Regions from separate parts of the Hordeum vulgare genome. Here region 1 is linked to region 2. A link is a contact called in public Hi-C data. All regions are on one chromosome and are shown on one strand. Each heading gives the region's core, a stretch centred on a gene start, on an enhancer-like site or on the middle of the called end of the contact. The rest is flanking DNA. Distances are from core to core; before and after follow the strand shown. Region 1 has its middle 93 kb from the start of LOC123395598. Region 2 holds the start of LOC123396104 (HMG-Y-related protein A-like).

The links. A called contact is a pair of places that touch in the nucleus more often than the background predicts.
Region 1: a contact with region 2 is called in a Hi-C map of seedling, with 3 times the contacts expected there. The contact joins the enhancer-like site here to the promoter of LOC123396104 in region 2. A contact is called at or near these places in 1 of 6 Hi-C or Micro-C datasets (seedling) and 1 of 1 datasets of contacts at active chromatin or transcription factors (embryo).

What each region holds. Positions count from the first base shown.
Region 1 is chr5H:425,352,563-425,358,631 of MorexV3_pseudomolecules_assembly, forward strand. No RefSeq gene overlaps it. Among protein-coding and RNA genes, the nearest start is that of LOC123395598, 93 kb to the right of the region's middle. Within about 2 kb of position 2,754, at least 3 of the 3 cell types and tissues checked have open chromatin away from gene starts, as enhancers often do. A contact at or near this core is called in seedling, where this site is marked.
Region 2 is chr5H:424,773,726-424,780,192 of MorexV3_pseudomolecules_assembly, forward strand. It overlaps LOC123396104 (HMG-Y-related protein A-like), which reads right to left and starts at 5,110. Exons shown (of 2, transcript XM_045091148.1): 1 at 4,921-5,110; 2 at 4,041-4,783. The coding sequence starts at 4,971. The coding sequence ends at 4,280. It also overlaps the pseudogene LOC123396816.

The DNA of each region.
Region 1 (6,069 bases), core at 1,504-4,003, 580 kb after region 2:
GGTGATGATCCCTCGAAGACGATCTTGTTTCTATGCTTCCATAGCTCCCAAAGACACAAAGAGATCATGGTGGTGACATCCCTCTGCCGGACGAGCACGTCGTGAACCAGTCCACTATGGAGTCCTCCTGGCATGCTGCCCATTCGGGTTTGCCCAATGCCGCAAGCACGACGCTCCACACCGTTCAGGCAAAGACACAAGTTAGCATAATGTGGTTGATCGTCTCCTCCACCTGATCGCAGAAGAGGCAAGCTGCCTGGTGGGGAAGCCCTCGCCGCGCCAACCTGTCCGAAGTCCACCACCTATCTCTGGCGACCAACCAGCTGAAGAAGCGACATTGTAGATGCGCCTTGAACTTCGAGGCTAGAACCGCATAGTTTGCCCTCACGAGGCCCCCAAAATTTGCCACATAAGCCGATCTATCAGACTAGAGACCATTTTCCTCCTAAGCCCATCTAACGCTGTCTTACGAATCTAACGTTGGTTGAATCATGACAGTCGTCGACCAAAGGGTCAAATACTCGCGAAGGGTGCCCTCATCCACGTCTGGGCAAACGCTCACAGCCCAGCTACCATCGGTAAGCACCTGCATGATGGTCATATTCCTCCTCGTTCTGCGAGGCACACGCTGATACGAGTTCGACGCGATCTCTTGCGTCGTGTACCCGCTGATCCACCTGTCTTCCTAGAAGATCGGCCATCACCGATCATGGTAGATGTAGCCGCCAGAAATAGCCTGTTGGCATCATTCAAAACCTTGAAATCAATCCCTTTCCATGGCCTGCAGTCATCCGTTTTCTGCAGCCATGGCCACCTAGCCTGAAGCGTGACATTTAGCCACTGTAAGTCAGGAACACCAAGTCCACCGCCCACTTAGGAGTGCATACAGACTTCCAAGCCACCATGCACTTACCACCGTTAGCCTCCGTCGCGCCATCCTAGAGGAATTCACAACACATCTTGTTGATAGCTTTGATTGTCTTAGGCGGTATCTGGATGGAGAGCATGGCGTGAACTGGAATGACGCAAAGAGCCGCTTTAACCAGCACCAACCTACTGTTCCTGGGCAGCGAGGCCTCACTCCACGAAGGCAACTTCTGAGCTACCTGGGCCACCAGATCATCGAGTTGCGTCGTCATTAACTTCCACAAGCTAAGCGACAGTCCAAGGTAGCGGCAGGAAAAAACTCCCACAGCACAACCAAGCGTGGTCGTAATCCTATCAATGTGCTCCTCGGAGCACCTGATGGGCATCGCACATGTCTTCGCCCTGTTCACCTGTAGCCCTCACCAATCTGCAAACGAGCCGAGGATGGCATTGCAGATGTGTAGATCCTGGTCCTTTGGTTGCAGGAATAGCATAACATCGTCCGCGAATACTGAGATCCGCTAGTTTGGAGCTCTCGATAATGGTGAGAGCAGGCCCTGCCTATCCGCGAGAGCAAATAACCGCTGCAGGGGTTCCATCATCATGATGAACATCATAGGGGACAACAGGTCGCCTTGCCTAAACCCCTTCTTATTCCTTATTGGTGCACTTGGCACGCCATTGATGAGGATCCGAGTTTATGCGATGGAGAATAAGCCGGCTATCCATGCAATCCATCTCCTGTCAAAGCCTAGGGCCTGAATGACTTGTAGCACGAATGACCACTTCACCGACTCAAAGGCTTTGAAAATATCTAGTTTGATAATTTCTGTCGGTTGCTTGAGAGAATGAAGTTTCTTGGCCGTGCCCTGAACCATCATAAAGTTGTCATGGACGGACCGCCCTGTGACGAAGGCGCTCTGGTGCCCTCCGAGAAGGCTAGGAAGGTCGTGAGTAACTCTCAAGGATAAGACTTTATCAAAGATCTTCACCGCCCCATGGACCAAGCTAACCGGTCGGAAATCCTTCAACTCATCTGCTCCATCAACCTTGGGCAACATCGTTACGAGGGCTTTGTTGATCGCGTGTAGCCCTCTCATGTTCGGAGCTCCACAACCCGCAACCAGAGGGCAGATACTTGCCCTCTCCGGCGATATCTTTGTGTGTTTGGTGCATTAGGGCTAGAGTGATTTTCAAGGCAACACAATTCAATTAATAGTAGTTTTATGTTAGGTGTTGCCCCTCGGGTTTTCATTCTCAACTTTGGGTGGATGGCGTCCTTGTCGTCATCTTGTTGTCATTTTTATCTTTAACTTGCGTGTATTGGAATTTCTTAATCACTTTATAACTATTTGGCCGCAACAGGTTAGAGTTTTTGTTATATGTAAATTAAGATGCTTTATATTTTTGATGAATTTTTTTGTTCCTTTCTGGAAAAAAGGAACATGTTTCGAGCGAAGGTTTTATTTCGTTGTCGTGAGATAGTGGTACCTAGCGCTTTGGGTCCTAAGGGCTTAGCACGTTAAAATATGGAGGAGTAAAAGACTAATCCACAGTTTAAGGAGACAGTTACATGCAGCTTTGTAGACGGCACACCATACAATGGTAGAAGGCCGTATGTAGCGATCAGATTTTCAGGACTACAGATCGTTGGTAATTCTACCGACGAATTATTTCTTTCCCTTCATTCTCTCTCGTCCACATCATTTAATATCCAAGTTGTCTTCCCTTCTAGACAGCTGACCATTGTTGTATATGCCTTAAGGATCTATTATTGACGCGCATCGAAAAATATATTTTTAACGAGGGTACTTAGTAGCGCACGTCGTTGCTCCCATTAAAAAATTGTGCGATGTAGGAGTAGATCGCATGCACATGCACGTTTTCTCACTCGCCCCTGCATGTCCAGTCGTGTCCCACCTGTGACCGACGTGTCTGCCTCAGCGCTAATAGCGTGGCGATCATGTAACGACAGAATTGCAACAATCATTTTCTTTGTTGAGGACCAGAACTACAATAATCAATACTATTTGTATTATTACTAACTGTTCGCATGTCTATACTTTGTACCTCTGACCTGCTGCAGCTTCCATCCTGCTTCCTACTTCCTCTATACCATAATACTTGTTGTTGGGAGAACCAGTCTAATTCAACAAGTATTTAGAAACAAGGGAGTAGTTCGTACATTCTGTCTTCCGGTAGTTCACCTCATCCTCAAGAACTGAGTTCAGGCCAGATGCATTAGTGGATTACTGCAGGATGCAAATCAGCAGGCTCAACTTGCTGTCACGCGTTTTAAGTAGTAACGTGAATGAAAGAAAAATCAGCTGCTGGTAATCAGTTATCAGCCTTATCCGTGCAGAAGAGGGTTTATCCCCTCTGAGCTTATACTTGTGTTAGGGAAGATGCATGATCCAAAAGCTCTTTATCCCTTGCCCGCTGTCCCGTGTTCTCCCCACACGCCATTTAAAGGCAGAGGTGATCGCAACTCTGAGCTCCTTACTTCTTTTGTGATTGAGCCATCGGCCTCATCTTTTAGCAGCCCCCCTGCTTTGGTTACCGTGTGGCTGCTGCGCTCAAAGTTCCTTAATCACCAAGATAAACATGTGGACAGACCTTGCGAGGTTACCAGTGGGATACTTTTAGGCTAGGCTAGCCATGGGAGAACCTCAGCCGTGTGTTTACCAGCATTTTAGCTGGCTAGCAGACACCATTTGTTTCAGAGATTTGTTTGTGCGCTATGATCACATTTGCTGCTTCCGCCGCCGCAGGTTTGAAGAGTGCCTGAAGTGAACCCTAGTGGTAGATTGAAAGAGGTCAAACAAGGACGTGTTTTTCTAACATGCTTCCTTTTACCCTCTCTTTTAATGTAAAAGGTAAGAGTATATAATGAATCTAAAGCCGTTGACTATATCAAATAGTGGATCTGATTAACTCTTATCCTTGTAGCTTCCGTATGAAAGGGGGGATAAGATGGAGCATCTTAAAATTGCTCAGGAAGGACAATAATTAGCAGCCTGAAGTCCGTAACTTTGCTGTTACCGGCCGCTGCAGTTTAGTTGTTGAAGTGTTGGCAATCTGACGTTTGCTAGTTCTGAGATCAGTGAAACTGTAACAAGTTCCAAGCTGAGACAGGAAAGGAGGGGAAATAATATGTCTACACATATTACTTGCAACAAAAAAATTAAACAAAGAAAAAGCATACCCAGCAAAAAAAACAGAGGTATCTCCTAATTCATACAAGTACAAGTGTTTTCATGGCAAACCTTACTTGATGGTGCAGGGCCAGTTTCTCATGTTTCTGCAAATCGGCGCTTGCGTTAGCTGGGCTCGGCCCATTTGTGTTTCTTTTTTCTTTCGTTTAAAACGCTCAAAAATGATGGAGCCGCATGACTTCAAACCTGCACCCAGCTCCTTCGAGGCAATCGAGCGTAACCACTAGGCCAACGAAGGACTTCTGCTTTCTAAGTGCTTATATTATTTCACTCTTCAATCGGGGATTCCCTGGTTTTGGGAAGCTACCTTTTTTCACAGACTCGCTAGTCGTTTTTGGAGCGGTTTTATTCAAGTTTTTTTTTTACTTTTTAAAATTCATGATCTTTTAGAAATATAATGAACTTTTCTCAAATTTCATGTACTTTTTTGAAATTTGATACTCTTTTTTTCAAATTGATGAACTCTTTTTAGATTCGTGTACTTTTTTAATTCCAATGAACTATTTTTGAAATCGATGATTCTTTTCATATTCGATGAACTCTTATCAAATTATTGAACTTCTTTTGGAATTCGATGAATGTTTTCTCAACTTCGCTAAGTTTTTTATAAAAAAATCATGAACGTTTGTTCAAAATCCATGAACATTTTTGAATTTGTAATTTGTACTAAAAGAGAAGTCAAATAGGATTCTTTCCTACTCATAGGCAACAAACTGAGACTGGTCTAGCGGAAAGGCTCGAAGCACTCGACTTAGGTGAGTAGATATTGATTCCCACTTTGCTCGAAGTAACATCACCTTTTTATTCACAGGTTGATATGGCATGATCGCTATGGGCCGCCTGCGAGCGACCGGAGCCCGGCGCTTACAACATCGATTAGGTGAAATCATTAATTGAAAAATATTTTTTTCAAAGATTATATTCATTTTTTCAGGTTGCAACAAGGGGCGTACTACATGTCCGTCACCTGTTGTAACCTGAGAGTTTTTCTTTCTTTCTAGAACTGTTATTTTCAAAGTAGTTTATCTCTTAAATCGTACGTTCAAATCTCGAACCGTTTTCATCTTCGGATTCCTCGTATCAAGATCTTCAAAACTAGATCCATGTCGGTAGGTTTGGACGAACTCTTTTTTCACGAAAAAACCAAACGAAAAAACTATGCCTCTTGCGGAAAAAAAAGAAGAAAACACGTTTGTTTTTCTGTTTTCAGGAGGCACCGATTTGCCTCTCGCGAAAGCAAAGCCGTACCTCTCACGGAAGCAAAATCGTACCTTGCATGAAAGAAAAAAAACAATAAACATGTTTATTTCTCGTTTTCGAGAGACACGGCCATGGCTTTCGTGAAAGGAAAACCGTGCCTCTAATGTAAGAAAAAAAATCAAACAAAAAATGCATATTTTCCCGTTTTCGAGAATCATGGATGTGCCTTTCGAGTAAGAAAATTCATGCCTCTCGTGGAAACGAAATCATGCCTACCGCGAAAAGAATAAGAAATACGTTTTTTCCGTTCAAGAGGCACGGTTGTGCCTCTCGAGAAAAAACAACATAAAATAGTTTTTTGTTCCCAAGAGGCATGGTCGTGCCTCTCACGGAAGCAAATCCGTGCCTTCGACGAAAGAAAAATCATGCTTTTCAAAAAGAGAAAAAAATGTTTTTTTTTTCGCGTAATGCATGTCTATGGAGTTTTGCAAAACCCATACACCTCATAGATAGATATACCGGTCACCCGGGAGTATTTAGCCTTGCAAGGTGGTCCTTGCTGATTCACACGGGATTCCAGGTGCCCCATGCTACTCGGGTCAGAGCATAAGCTGTAAATCCAACATTGGGGGGGGGGGGGGGGGCAAAAGGTTTTCATCCTTTTCTTCCGGGTTTTTGTGGGTTATATATTCACTTATGCAGCTTTCTTGATTGCCTCTACATCAAGCAAGTTTGGTTAATTTGTTTTATACTGTATCAGCACGTACTTCATTACTACCTCCGTTTC
Region 2 (6,467 bases), core at 3,860-6,359:
ATGGAGGCCAAAAGAGGGACAATCACCATCGTGCGTGTGCCTAGAGAGAGGAAAACGAGGGAACAACGCATCACAGTTCATCGACAACACAAGAACACTATGCAATCAATAAACAAGAACATCACCATCAAAACCAAGTGCACCATGCCAACATCAAAAACACAATTAACTGCAACATTGCATCATCACATGCATCTGTCGACGACTATATGCAAACTCGTATCCGGATTCTGCAAGAAAAGTTTGGGAGATGGTCATAATACAAGATTTTGGGAAGATTGATTGATATATGACGAGCCTCTAAAATTAGCTTACCACAACCTATATTTGTTAAGCTTTGATCATAACATTGTTGTTGCTAAAGCCTTGCACAAAGTTGGGGGAGGTCATATTCAGGAGAACTCTATATGACGAGTTTCTTGAGTTATCGAATAGTTTGAAACTTAGATGTGAAGAGGTAGAAATGGAATCTTCAAAGACTTTGCGGCTACTATTTATTGGAGATGCTTTGATTGCATCCATTTCTAAGACCTTTTTCGGGATTTGACAAACATGCATAAAGTTAGAGGGTCTAATAGTGCAATAATAAGGATCAAACCATCACCTTTGGAAAGTTGCTTCAAGCGTCAACCCAAGAGAAATTTCTTACAGGTTTCCAAAAAGAAAGAGAACTTGTTCGGGTGCAGGCGTGTGGGTGAGGGTGGACCAAGGTAGATTTGAGGGAAAGAAGTGGTGCGACATCCTAGGGAAGTTGCATTCGTGTCAAAGATTTAGATATTAACCTAGAAAGGGGCAAAAAGTAATCACACAATTACTAATTTGGTCACCAAGCCCCAAAAAAAGACCATGTCCAAGAAGAGGTGAAAAAACGATGGGGCAAAGTCGTCTAAGCCGAGACTCAACAAACGGTTCATACAGAATAAGGTAAGAAAATGGAAGGGGGTCGCTAGCATTGTAGAGTTCTAAGAGATCGAATCCCAGTTGCACCAAGAAACGGAGCCGAGGAGATAGCCCAAAAATCTTCTAGGATGATGACTTTGTAATTGTGAAGGCATTAATCAAAGACATTGGTTCCTATAACCAAGATACATTTTACTTGCCGTCAAGAACGTAACGACGCTTCAGCCTGGTTTTCTGGATGCGTTTGTGGAGAGCAGATACGACAATAATGATTTTTTTAACACGATTCCTTAGGGCCCGATCCATTAAAAAATAGAAGAGAGTTTTTCGGTTAATTAATGAAAACCCGAACGAAAACCGTTAGAACACGCCCCCCAACAGCGCACCATCAACACACCGACCCTCGGTGCCGCGCATCCAACGAGCCGCCGGGTCCGTCACTCGAGCAACCCGTAACCGACACCTTACAACAAAAACCGAAGCTGCCGCTTTAGCATCCACACCGACCCCGTGGCCGCGCACCAGGAGAGCCGTTTGCCCTACTGCCCAAGCAACCGGAGTCAACACCCTACATCTCTCTCAGGAGTCGCCACTCCGACGCATAGGCCGTGACCATACACGCCGACCCCGAGGTCGCGCACCAGGCTAGCCGTAAGCTTCATCATCCGAGCAACCAAAACCGACACCACACAACCAAATCCGAAGCCGCCATTCTGTCATCCACGCCGACCCCAAGGTCGCACACCAGGCTAGCGAATGACGTCGTCACCCACGTGACCAATGCCGGCAACCCTCCATGATGACTAATTCAGAATTGTCGTTCTAAGCTCCACGGCGGCCCCGAGGCCGCGCACCAACCGAGCCGATGACAGTCACAGGCCAAGACCACTCCAAAACGAAGCCTCCAAGAAGAAACGTTGTCATCATCCATTCCAGGAATCTGGAATAGGGGTTTCCCCTGGAGTGCGAGAGAAGAGGTCTTAGGCCCTCGAACAAAGACGCCTCCAAGGAGATGAGCGACGCCCACAGGCATCGTCGTCGTCGGCTCCGACCAAGGACAGAGCAAGGCTTTCACCCCGAGCAACCAAAAGAAGTCTTTCCCTCGAATTGGCATATGAGAGCCGCCGCTCGCCTGAACCACCACCCACCACCAAAGCCCGGAGCCATCGATGAGAACCGCCCCGCCATTGCCGCCTGCACCACGTGGAGCCGCTGATTGGCAACCCCATCACCATCGCACGAGCCAGAACCAGCCACGTCTGGCCAGATCCGACGCCCCGCACCACAGCCAACCCACCGGCTGGCACCAAGTGTCCCTGGCAAGACTGAGGACCCACTCACTGCGGCAAAGTCACGATGCACCCGAGCTCCAGTCGTGGCACTGCCCACACAACCAGCACGACCGCCATCGCGAAGAAGAGATCCGAGGCTGCCGCCCCGACATCCGACCACTACCCGCTCGCCAGATCCGCCTCGCAGGAGCGTCACCCATGCCCCCGCTGAGCAGCAGCACAACCCATCGGTCCAGCCCGAGGGGAACGACAACCGCATCCACCACCTGCGCCAACTGCATGAGCCACCATCGAAGCTACACCGGATTTGCAGTCAACAGACCCTACAGCTCCGCCCCGCCACCAGCACACCTGCCGGCATGCCTCACCACGCCGGAACCTAGTTGGACCACCCCCAGCCCACGTCGCCTCAGCCCTTGACCCCTGTCGTCCGAATCTAGAGAGAAATCACCAACAACTTCCAGCCTCAAGATCTCCACGAACAGGCCCGCACCATCCATCCTCACGCAGCCGTCGCCACGCGGACGCACCTCCCACACGCCGCCCGAATCGCCGTCGTGCCATCTCGCACGAACAGCGTGCTCCTCGCCAGGGACCCGCGTCCCGAGCCGCGGTTCACCAGGCAAGGGGGGACAGGAGCCCCGACGGCCAACGCCAGCCTCCTCGCCCGACGGCGGCAAGGCAGAGGGGGTGGGGAGTGCGCGGCCTACAACGGCCAAGGTTCGCCCTGCCGCCCGCGAGAGCGAGGGGTGTCCACCCAGCTAAGGTTAACTGCTTGTCATGTCAAAGCAGCTAACCGATCGCCAAGCATCAACAATGGAAGCACGGAAGGAGACACCCCAGAACCATTCATAACAAAAGATCAAGCTCTTGGCGAAAATGGAGGGCAAAAGAGGGCCCGTCTCGAAAGACGCGCGCCTAGTTACTGGAAAACGAGGGGAACAGCGCATGCCAATATCATTGACAGCACGGAAACACTATGCAAGCAAGTAAACAAGAAAATACAAGCTAGGTCGCCATCAAAACAAAGTGCAACATGAGAAGTACTCCCGCTGTATCAAAATTATTGTCTTGGATTTGTTAGGTATGAATATATCTAGTCACATTTTAGTATTTCAATACATCTATTTCTATATACAAACCTAAGACGAGAACTTTGGGACGGAGGGAGTACAATCAACTGCAACATTTCACCACCAGGTGCATCTATTGACAGCTATATGCAAACTTGTAACCAGATTAACTTGCGACGATCAGCCCAATCCCAAGTAAGTACTACTAAACATGGTGAACAATTACGCTATTTAGGCAAAGTAGATTATCAATTCATTCCAATTGCTACAATGCTAAGCCTCAAGCATGTATACCTAATAGTGAGTCTTTATACTATAAACTAACACTCTTATATAAGAGCAGAACACTAGCCAGTACTCTCTCCGTCCCAAAATAAGTGTCTTACTCTTAGTAAAACTTTGAGACAGTTATTTTGGGACAGAGGGAGTACATTTTTTTATCTCCGGCTAAACCAAAATTCAAACTAGCTACATTGCTAGTATGTACCACTGTAGGATGCAGCTATAAATATGTTCTGTAAATAAAAATGTGCTATGATGCATATATACCTAGAAGAGAACTATAGATCATCTTACTAAACAGAACAGAGTAGTAAACATCAACGCCCAACCACTACAATCAAACTTTCGACGACATGCTGAACCACAATTCAACACTAAGTGACAATTCAAGCGGCAGCCCACAATCAAGAACAAGTCAAGGGGACAGTGACCTAGTACACAAGAACAGGACAAACATCTTCATCATAATGCGGAAGCAACAGAGATGGCGATAAAAAAATGAACATCTTCACTCTCAGCAGCAGAGTCAACTATTACGACCGAAGCTAAAAACATCCATACATCCATCCATTGTGCACACTCATCTGGATCAGGTTACAGCATACTGAGCAACTAAGCCGAGACAACAATTAGTACGAAGCACGAATCGAACAAGCACCGTCACACCTAGGAGCTTACCACCGTCGGAACCACGGCGAGATACACGGACCGAAAGGCAACAGCATGCAGGCCTCAAGCCGCCACCTTGCGTGGGCGCCCACGGCCGCGCTTGGCAGGAGCGGAGCCAGACGCGGCCGCCGGAGACTCAGCCTCCTTGGTTACCTTGGCCTTCTTGGCCGCGGAGGGGCCCGGCGGGCGGCCGCGGCCCTTGGGCATGCCGGTGGTGGCCTTGGCGACGGCCTCCTTGACGGCGACGGACATGGGGTCCTTGGGCGGGCGCCCCCGGCCGCGCTTGGGCGTGTTGGGATCCGGCTTGGGCTTGGGCGGCGCGTTGGGGTCCTTGGGCGGGCGGCCGCGGCCGCGCTTGGCCGGGGTGGCGGAGACCGCGTCGGCCTTGAGGTAGTTGTTCTTGACGAAGGCGAGCTTGCCGGCCTCCTTCATGCTGGCTAGGTTGGCCGTGAGGAGGGAGGCGTGCGCGGAAGGGAGGCCCTCGTACTTCTCCTCGATGTAGCTGGAAATGGCCGACTTATTGGAGCCGTTAGTGTCGCCCAGCGCCTCGATAGCCGCGAGAATCATCTGCCAGGAGAAGCAGGGGCGCTCAGGCCGCGGCCGGCAAATGGAAGGATCTACCAAACAAGGAAACAATACGCCGGCGACGAATCTACGGCGGCGGAAAGCACGGGAGCAGGGCATCAAAACTGGGCGAAACTCACCTCGGGGTAGGGCGGGATGTCACCGGACTTGGGAGACCCTTCGGTCGCCATGGCAGCGACGGCGGCTAGAGCCCACGGCGGTGGAGCCGAGCTCTAGAGCTAGAGTGCGGGCGCGGGCAGCGGGGAGGGGGGAATTTTCGGATTTGGATCGGGGGAGGATGGGAGGACGGCGGGGGCAGTAGATAAGAAATGGGCGAGCTGCGCCGCGTGTACCAGAGGCAGACGGCGTATGACCTAGGGTTTCCGCGCGTGGTCACCGACGTGTGGGCCGCGTGGGGCGGTATCCTTGGACGGGACCACCTGGCGGTGGGGGCACCACGGGCGTGTCAGAGGAATCCTGCAGTTTCGGCCGATATAAATGTAGCTTTCCTATTTTGAATGCCTTTATCGATGTGCGGGGGACGGAGACCCGAGCGTGACGTGCACGGACGGCGGGGATGGCGAGGCGGGGGATCGGAGGGTGGACAAGGAAGAAGCAACGGGTGCCTGCACGCGGATCGGTGACGTGGCGCGGGGCGGGGGAAACGCTTTTGCTGGACTTGTCGTCTCCTGCGCGGGGAGCGGGAGCGGGAGCGGCCTCGCGTTTTGGGTCGGGGGGAATTGACTGTCCTGCCCCGCCACGAGCGCGCTGCCCATATAAATATTTATTTATAAAAAATCGGCCCCTTTGTCGTGCTCCGGTCTGGGTGGGCCTGATCCACGTCTTTGCATTTGTATACCGCTTAAAACAAATACAGTAGTGTTTGAGTGAGCTAGCTATAAAAAATAAATTACTTCATCTATATCAAAATATATGTTGGTGGAGTATAATGACATATATTTTGTAAGAATGAAAGGCGGGCCATATAATAAATAAGTAGTACACTCTTCTAACCAACTATTGTACATGTTAGTTGTAAGATGAGCTATATGTGACATGGCATAAGCTTACAGCCGGCAGCCGGCTCTATTATTGTCTTTGCTCTTAGAGCAAGTACAATAAGGTGACATAAGCAGGCTATAAGAATTAAAATAATATATATTCTTGCTTAATTGGAAGAGAGAGGAGAGGAGAGAGAAGAGAAGCGGGCTCTTCGTGAGTAGCCAGCTGCAACACGAGACCCAAGACACTTTGTGAGATTGTAAGGTGGGCCAACTATTACTAAAGTAGTACACGTCTAAAACTTACTATTGTATATGCCAGTTATTAGGTTGACTCTGTATGACATGTCAACTCCTTATAGCCGATTGTTGGCTATATTATTAACCATGCTCTTAGAGCATGGTTAATAGTATAGTCAACTGGTGGCTATAAGCCATCTTGTAGTCCATCTTATAGCTAGCTTGTACAATAGTTAGCTGTAAAAGAGTACTACTTTTATTATATATGGTCCACCTTTTATTCTCACAAAGCATCTAGGAGCACGTGCTAGAGCTAGCTCTTCACGAAGAGCCCGTTCCCTTCTCTCTCCTCTTCTCTCTCATCCAACTCAGCAAAAATATAGTATTTTAATCCTTACAGCCTGCTGGTTGTGCCTTATTATACTTGATCTTATACTGCCATTACA